2 separate regions of the Mus musculus genome follow, and region 2 is linked to region 1. A link is a contact called in public promoter capture Hi-C data. All regions are on one chromosome and are shown on one strand. The core of a region is the stretch at or near the end of the contact, and the rest is flanking DNA. Distances in the headings are between cores, read along the strand shown. Region 1 has its middle 14 kb from the start of Gm40039. Region 2 holds the start of Gabarap (gamma-aminobutyric acid receptor associated protein).

Region 1 (3,737 bases), core at 717-3,216:
AGGCCAACCTGGTCTACAGAGCAAGTACCAGGATAAACATTGAAGGGTACACAGAGAAACCTGCCCTGAAAATAATAAATAAATAAATAAACAAATAAATAAATAAATAAATTAAAACCCCTCAAGTATGATGGAGCAGAGGTTTTAAAATGATTTTTGTTTGTCTTCTGTGTAGGACAACTTATACTTTTATTGGTCCTTTTAAAATCATAAGATGGGATTCTAAAGAGGGACAGGGTAGAGATGAAGGGAGGAGGGAGAGAGCCACTTGGCAGGTGCTGTGAGGTCTCATGGAAACATTTTGGCAGAGGCTGACCACACGGTGGCCTCCCCACCTTTCCTTCAAGGTCTCTTGGGGGAGAGTTACTGAGGAGTGGATTTCAGGAGCAATGCGGTCAAGTTTCTGTCTATTCAAGGACGGTGCTCAGTCCCGTGGCTGCTTCTGTTTTCCGTTTCCTTGGCTCTCCTAAGAGCCAAGAAGCCTAGGTCCCTAGCACACTTTCAGTCCCCCCACCTGTTCATTCCTACCTACAATTGTTACCTTCACGCTGCTATAAACAAAATACTCAAGGGAAATCATCGAAAGGGGAAAATGGCATTATTTGGACTTGTGGTTTCAGAACGTCTGGGCATTGTGATGGGGCAGGATCAGAGGTGGGGGGCAGCTCCCTCAGGTGTCCAGGAGCTTCTCTGACTCCACACCTGTAAACAGAGAACACAAGCCAGAACAGGAGAGAGGATACAGCCGCGGCTAGTGAGTCTTCAGCAGCCAGGAGCCACCTCCTAAAATCTCCACAGCTTTCCAAATTCCACTACAGGCTGGATCCCAGCACCCTAAACATAGACCTGTGGGGGCCCATAACAGTCACCAGATTCTGTCAGATGTTTCTTTAGAGGCCTCTTTGGGTTGCTGGGCTGCCTGGGCCTTCTGACCTAGCTCTCTTATTCTGCACAATAGAACTTTCTAAACCCATAGTTGTGCAAACCTGTAGATTTGTGTCCTTACTCACTTTCACAGTCTTCTCCCACTGCATCAAGTTCCAGGCACCTGAGCATATCCTTGCTAGAACCCTGAATTCCTCCTCCCATAGGGCTCTCAGAGCCAGCGATGACCCTGGGGACCGCCATGTCCTCTGGGATTCCAGACCGTTGGAGGTGATGCTGTAGGGTTACCTAGACCTTTGGGACTCTGTTGCAAGCTGGACTGCAGCACCCCTGTGGGGTCTGCCTCAGAGTCCCAGCTGTTCCTGGGCTGGGATCTTTTTCCATCTTGAACTTCCCCTTAACCATCTGAAAACCTATCTGGCATTTCTGACTCTGTCCCTGACCTTGAGTGTTGACTGGAAGTGTACTCAGCCCATGGCACAGTCTCCTCTCTTCATCAGCTCTTGTCTTCTGTCTGGGGACTGAAGAGTCATATTGTCACATCTTATTGGCCAGACTATTCCCCACAGGACCTAGATTTTAGAAGCTTAAAAGCTGTTGAACCATCTCACTCGGTTCTTTTCTGGGCAGGCAGATCTGTCCCCTTCTCCCCGGAGAGAAGTGTGACTCATGCCTGCAAGCCCAGCCCTTGGGAAGTGAAGGCAGGAGGATCAGAAGTCCAAGGTCACCCTCAGCTACAGAGTGACTTGGAGGCAGCCTGGGTTACATGAGATGCTGTCTTTTAAAAAAATTAAACAACCCCCAAACCAGCATAAGTGAAGTGAGATCTAATAGGAAACTGGCGGCGGGGTGGTGGGGTGGGGGGAGGATGTAGGTTGATAATATTTCAGAATATTGTCTATATGAACAAAAGGCCACTACGAATTACCACATACTGCCATGGGATTATTCTGAGCTGAAGATATTTGAGAAACAGCCCTCACAGAGAGGCTCAGTCCACCCCAGCTGCTCTGTCTAACAGCAGGAACTTCTGGCTATTTAAACAACCACAAACCCCTCTTCACGGCTGCACATCCACGCCAGGAGCGGGTGAACTACCAGCAACCCCCTCCAAACCACTGAGCTCTTCGTAAACCAACCCACCACAAACGTATATCCTGTCTGTTCTCCACAAGAGTCTAACCATTATCAACAAAGAAATTTATTTATTTTTCTTCCTCTAGATACCACCTGTTAAAGTAGGTTTATAAAGATTTGTTTGCATTTAATGTAACCTGCGCTTTTCCTGAATGTATCTATGTGCACACCAATGCAGCACCCAAGGAGGTCATAAGAGGGTGACAGATCCCCTGGAACTGGAGTTACAGAAGTTGTGAGCTGCCTTGTGGGTGCTGGGAACCAAACCCAGGTCCTCTGCTTCAGCAGCCACGGCTCGGACTCACTGAGCCTTTCCTCTGTCCCTTTAAGTCAGGTCTCGGAGGCCCCACCAGCACTGAGTGAGCTGAGCCACTTTCCGAGTGAAATCCCGCATATGTAAGTCAACATCTTGGTCTTTTCTCTCCATAATCTGTCCTTTGTCAGCTTCGTTCACAGGCTCTCCGAAAATCATGCAAGATTTTGAAGAAAATCATTTCCTTGAAGACCTTTTTCGAGTCTTTTTTTTTGGTTTTTTGGTTTCTCTGTCCTATAACTCACTCTGTGTACCAGGTTGGCCTCGAACTCAGAAATCCACCTGCCTCTGCCTCCCAAGTGATCGGATTAAAGGCATGCGCCACCACTGCCGGGTTAGTTTGAGTCTTCTTGATGTTTAAGGATCCCGTTCCATTGTCGAGATTCTAATTCTAACCCACAGAGGTCAGGCAATTTCTATTAACCTCCTCATTCATAAGTTTGTTGGCCTGAGCCCAAGAAAGAAGCATCGTCATCATAAAGAAGCCCAGGGTTTCAGAGACTAGCACTAGCTCTCGCTTCTAACGCCTGGGAAGGACAGGAGTGCAAAACCTTTGCGTGAATGCTTTGTGTTTTGGGGGCCAACAACACAACAGTATTCCTTCCGTCTCCTTTTCCATTTTTATTCTTCTTAGTTAGTCTCATACATTTTTAATTTTCTACACAATCAGACTGACACATGTGCATATGGTTGTAACTTAGACCTTAATTTACCCTGTATATTAAATATTGTTTTAGAGGTACTGGGCTCAGTACACGTGCCAGGCAAGTGTACTACCACCGGCTTATATCCTTAGCCTACATCCTAGGCTTGCAATAGATAGGAGATGTATTGCATGAGTTTATCACGTGATCAGCTGATGTTGGGTTTGTGCGGTAAGATTTTCTTTTAGTATTTTACAAGAATGCTTTATTGCCATATTAACCATCTCTGGACAGAATTATTTTGGCTAGGATTATTTCTTCAATATGATTTCCTGGAGGTAGAATTACCCAATGAAAGGATATACACGGTTAACATTTAATTTTTTTGTTTTTTTGTTTGTTTGTTTGTTTTTGAGACAGGGTTTCTCTGTATAGCCCTGGCTGTCCTGGAACTCACTTTGTAGACCAGGTTGGCCTCGAACTCAGAAATCCGCCTGCCTCTGCCTCCCGAGTGCTGGGATTAAAAGTGTGCGCCACCACGCCTGGCTCAACATTTAAATTTTTAATTTTATTACAAATAAGTTCCATGAAGTACATACAAATCTTTTTCAGTTTTGCTTTTTGAAAGTGTATTTTTGACTGAGTGGTATGTATGTTTATATGCAGGTATGTACTTACCTGCTGTGTGGGCTGATGTGAGGTGTCTTCTTCCACTGCACTGCATCTCATCATTATTATATTTATTGTTGTTGTTGTTT
Region 2 (3,772 bases), core at 553-3,052, 720 kb before region 1:
CCAGCACTCAAGAGGCATAAGCAGGAAGCTCTCTGAGTCTGAGGTCAGCCTGGTCTGTGTGTCAAGTTTAGGGCAGTGGTGGCGCACACCTTTTGTTAAGCCCAGCCCTAGGGAGGCAGAAACAAGTGGGTCTCTGGGAGTTTAGAGGCCAACCTGGTCTACAGAGGGGATTCCAGGACAGCCAGGATTATACAGAGAAGCCCTGTCTCCTAAAGAAAACGAACAGAAAGTAACAACAACAACCACCACTCCTCAAACGCAATCTATTCTTTGACATCTGGGACTCTTGGAGAGACTCACTTAGGTAGTAAGTCCCAGTCAGAACAACTCCACCAGTTCATACTCCTCCCTATTCTCAGCGCTAGTAAGATCCCACGGCAGGGCTGTACTGACATTTTAAAGTTAGCCAGCAGCGACCGCTGGCCTTTACTTTCCTCTCCAAACACTACCGTTCCTTCCAAGGTACTGTACCTGGTACAGCTGACCCATCGTGGCACTGGTGGGTGGAATGACATTGTTGACAAAGAAAAACAAGGCATCTTCAGCACGGAGATGAATTCGCTTCCGGATCAAGAAGTAGAATTGACCAACTGCCAAAAACAGGAGATGCAAGCAAGTCACAGAGGTCGTAGGCGCCTCCAGAGAACAGCTGCCAGGTGAAGCCTCCTCCCACAGAGTTGGCAGGCCCACCCACAGAAAGAAACGTGCACCACAGGTCAAGCCCTCACCTGTAAGATCAGAAGGCACCAGGTATTTCTTTTTGTCCAGGTCTCCTATCCGAGCTTTGGGGGCTTTTTCCACTATCACCTGATAAAAGGTAAGAATGAGAAAAATGAATATATATATATATATATATACATACATACACATATATATGCTGCTATATCGATGAAGAACTCAACATACAATATTCCCTTTTACTGAAACCTACTGGAATCTCATTTCTCTAGTTATCCTTATATACGTGGTGCACACAGCATTAGGTCCAAAGCTCCTGGCCTCACTCTTACCTAAATATTGAGAACTGATCCTAGAACGGCGCATCACAATAACTATTTTCACCAGAGAATACAGGATGACTTGTTTGGGTCAAAAATCTACATTAAATCTAGCTAGTTGGGAGGATGGCCATGGAAACTCTGGGTTGTCAAGCTCACTAAGGCCTCTATTCTGAGAAATACCCTGATCTCTCTCTCCCGTCCACATCTTAGTCCCCAGCTCTACTTCAGGTGAGAGACCTCTGGTACCAGAGACAACAGAGTTCTAACCCCACGACAGACAGAGCCTGACTTCAGCTTTCCCAGACTCAAGCATAGCCTGTGGCGACAGCGTCAGCGACGCTAGCCTGGGCCCTGGCTACTGTCCTTACCGGGACCCGGTCTGGGTATTTCTTTCGGATTTTCTCGCCCTCAGAGCGGCGCTTCTCGAACGGATGCTCCTCTTTGTACACGAACTTCATTCTCCCGAGAACCGGGCTGGACCGAGCTGGGCTGAGGGAACCCAGGGGGGGGGCCGGGACAGGGGGCGGCGGCGGAGGCGGCTTCGACGAACAGACTTGGCGGAGCGATCCACGAATTTGCGCCACTTCCCTATTCATCAACCCCGCCCCCGACCATCGGACCGGCCCCGCCTGCTAACATACGCCACTAGCTCAGCTTGCTAGCGCAACCCGTAGCCTGGTCCTCTTACGCCTTCAGCGTAACTGCTTTGGAATCAACTTGTGGGTTACACATATGACATCGCAGATAAGGTTGCTGTTGTTTCGAGTGAACTGAAAAACCCTTTCCCACAGTACAAAGTTGAGGACGAAACTGGTACCCAGTGGCAGTCATGAGATTTAGTTCTGCAGTTCTCGGAAATTACGTTGGGGAAAGGCAGACAATTACAAGTCTAGGATTTCATGAGACGTGTTTCTACGCTGAAGGTGGCCGTTGACACCAAAACAAAGTAGTACCCAAGCTGTGGATATGGACACCATAAGACAGAAAGGAAAGAGGTTTGCAGACACCCAGGGAATGCTCAAGGCTCAGGCTTATGTGAACCAAGAGAAACTGCAAAAGCCCCAAAGATAAGGACTACACCAGAGCGGAGGAACACATTTCTGAGTGTAGATAAAATCATGTGACCTCAGAAAAGGGCGGAGAATCACGTGGCGGGTGGCGAAAAGTAGTCCCGGCTCTGGAGAGGAGGTGCCAGGAAAGAGGGTTCCGCCCCAGGTTACTGCTGGAGTGCCAACACCTCGTAGGCAGCGCCCTCTTAGCCTGTCCACGTCAACTTCCCAGACAAGCCCAGCCTTTCTCCAGCTGTATGCCCTTCCAGGGTTCTAGAGTTTTCCCTCTTTAGCCTTCTATATCCTACTTTAAAGTTGTTGGTCCACTGTCCATCAGGGACTCCATCCAGTCAGTGGGGCCTTTCCTGCCGAACACTGAACATAAACTACTTTATCCCTGTGCTAAATCCCACTTCCCCCCAACTCCAAACAGCATCTTCTCCCTCTGCTTCAAGGACAGAGCAGATGTCAACAAAGTTCCCTCCATTTCCAAAAACATCAGAGAAGGGTCTAGGGCAGCTTTGGTTTCAAAGTTATAATGCATGGTTTAAAAGAGGAAAGAAGAAAGGAGCCGATTACAGGTATGGGGGATTGGGGAAAGAAAAAAAATGAGGAAAAGTAAGGGGGGGACAAGTCTGAGGAGGATCCAGTGGCCCGAAACCCCAGTCCCCACCCACAGCCCAGCCCTTGGAGCAGGAGTGAAGAATTAGATCAGTTTTGTATAAGAGTTTTTAAAAAAATCAAATCACAACAAAGTTGAATTGGCTTCTTTTGAGCCTCTGGGATATGTCTGTCACTCTGGCCAGTCCTGCCTCTTCACCAGACTGTTTCGGCTCCTCTAGGCCTTCGCCTGTCCCAGTCTGGCATTTCCACGGAGTGTGAACCCAGAGTGAGGCTGCTTCACGGTCTGGCCCATGTGTCCATCCAGACTCCATAAGTGGAGTGTAGGGCTCCCAGGGCAGAGGGGTGGGAGGGGCAGACTCTGCCCAGGCAGTCCTCACATTGGACAGGGCAACAGACGGTGTCCCAAGAACTCTCCCTCCCTTTCCCCTCCACCCCAACTCAGGTGGAGGGGGAGCAGCTGTCACCAGAGCCTATGTTGGTGAAGGTTTCGGCTCAGCACCGATCGGACATCAGCAGTGAACCTGAAATGACAGTAACTGGTGTTGGTGAAATACCTTATAGTTGACACCCTCACAACACTAGCACAACGGAGTCTCACTGGACAGAACAGAACTTGATACCACTTTCACACAGTGACAGAGGTTGAATCTGATAGAAGCCAAAAGGCCACAAACAATGACAACTGGAGTAAGAAGACCTGGCCCAAACACTTAGACTCTGAATGACTTTTTTTCAGTTCTTAACCCGCTCCCCACCCCACCCCCGCCCTCTTTTTCTTGGCAACCCAAGCATTGCCAGTTTTGATAGTGTACTCCTGTAATCACAGCACTTGAGAGGTAAAAGCAAGTTCCAAGCCAGCATGGACTATATAAAAGAATGTGTTTAAAAAAAAAAAAAGAGCTACCGCCTACAGGCCACACACTTCCCTTACCTGAGGGCATCCAGCATTGGGAGAAGGTTGAGAAGGGCTGTGTCACTGGGGTCACTGAACCAGGATTTGATGGGGATGGCATTGTCTAGGGTAGGTAAAATTACAAGTGAGAAAAGGCAAAGAATGCAGAAGAGCAGGTGAGCCTTTCCTGAATATTATTACTTAAA

The links. Promoter capture Hi-C pulls out the DNA fragments that hold promoters and counts their contacts.
Region 2: a contact with region 1 is called in a promoter capture Hi-C map of pre-B cells, with 2.8 times the contacts expected there. The contact joins the promoter of Gabarap here to the enhancer-like site in region 1. A contact is called at or near these places in 3 of 39 promoter capture datasets (the C10 cell line, liver and pre-B cells), 2 of 115 datasets of contacts at active chromatin or transcription factors (embryonic forebrain and stem cell-derived neural progenitor cells) and 2 of 9 other capture datasets (adipose tissue and liver).

The regions. Positions count from the first base shown.
Region 1 is chr11:69,274,065-69,277,801 of GRCm38.p6, reverse strand. No RefSeq gene overlaps it. Among named protein-coding and RNA genes, the nearest start is that of Gm40039, 14 kb to the right of the region's middle. Within about 2 kb of position 1,966, at least 41 of the 459 cell types and tissues checked have an H3K27ac peak or open chromatin away from gene starts, as enhancers often do. A contact at or near this core is called in pre-B cells, where this site is marked.
Region 2 is chr11:69,989,400-69,993,171 of GRCm38.p6, reverse strand. Gabarap (gamma-aminobutyric acid receptor associated protein) reads right to left here and starts at 1,802. Exons shown (of 4, transcript NM_019749.4): 1 at 1,370-1,802; 2 at 729-807; 3 at 472-590. The coding sequence starts at 1,459. It overlaps Ctdnep1 (CTD nuclear envelope phosphatase 1), which reads right to left. Exons shown (of 8, transcript NM_026017.2): 7 at 3,606-3,690; 8 at 2,571-3,195. The coding sequence ends at 3,135.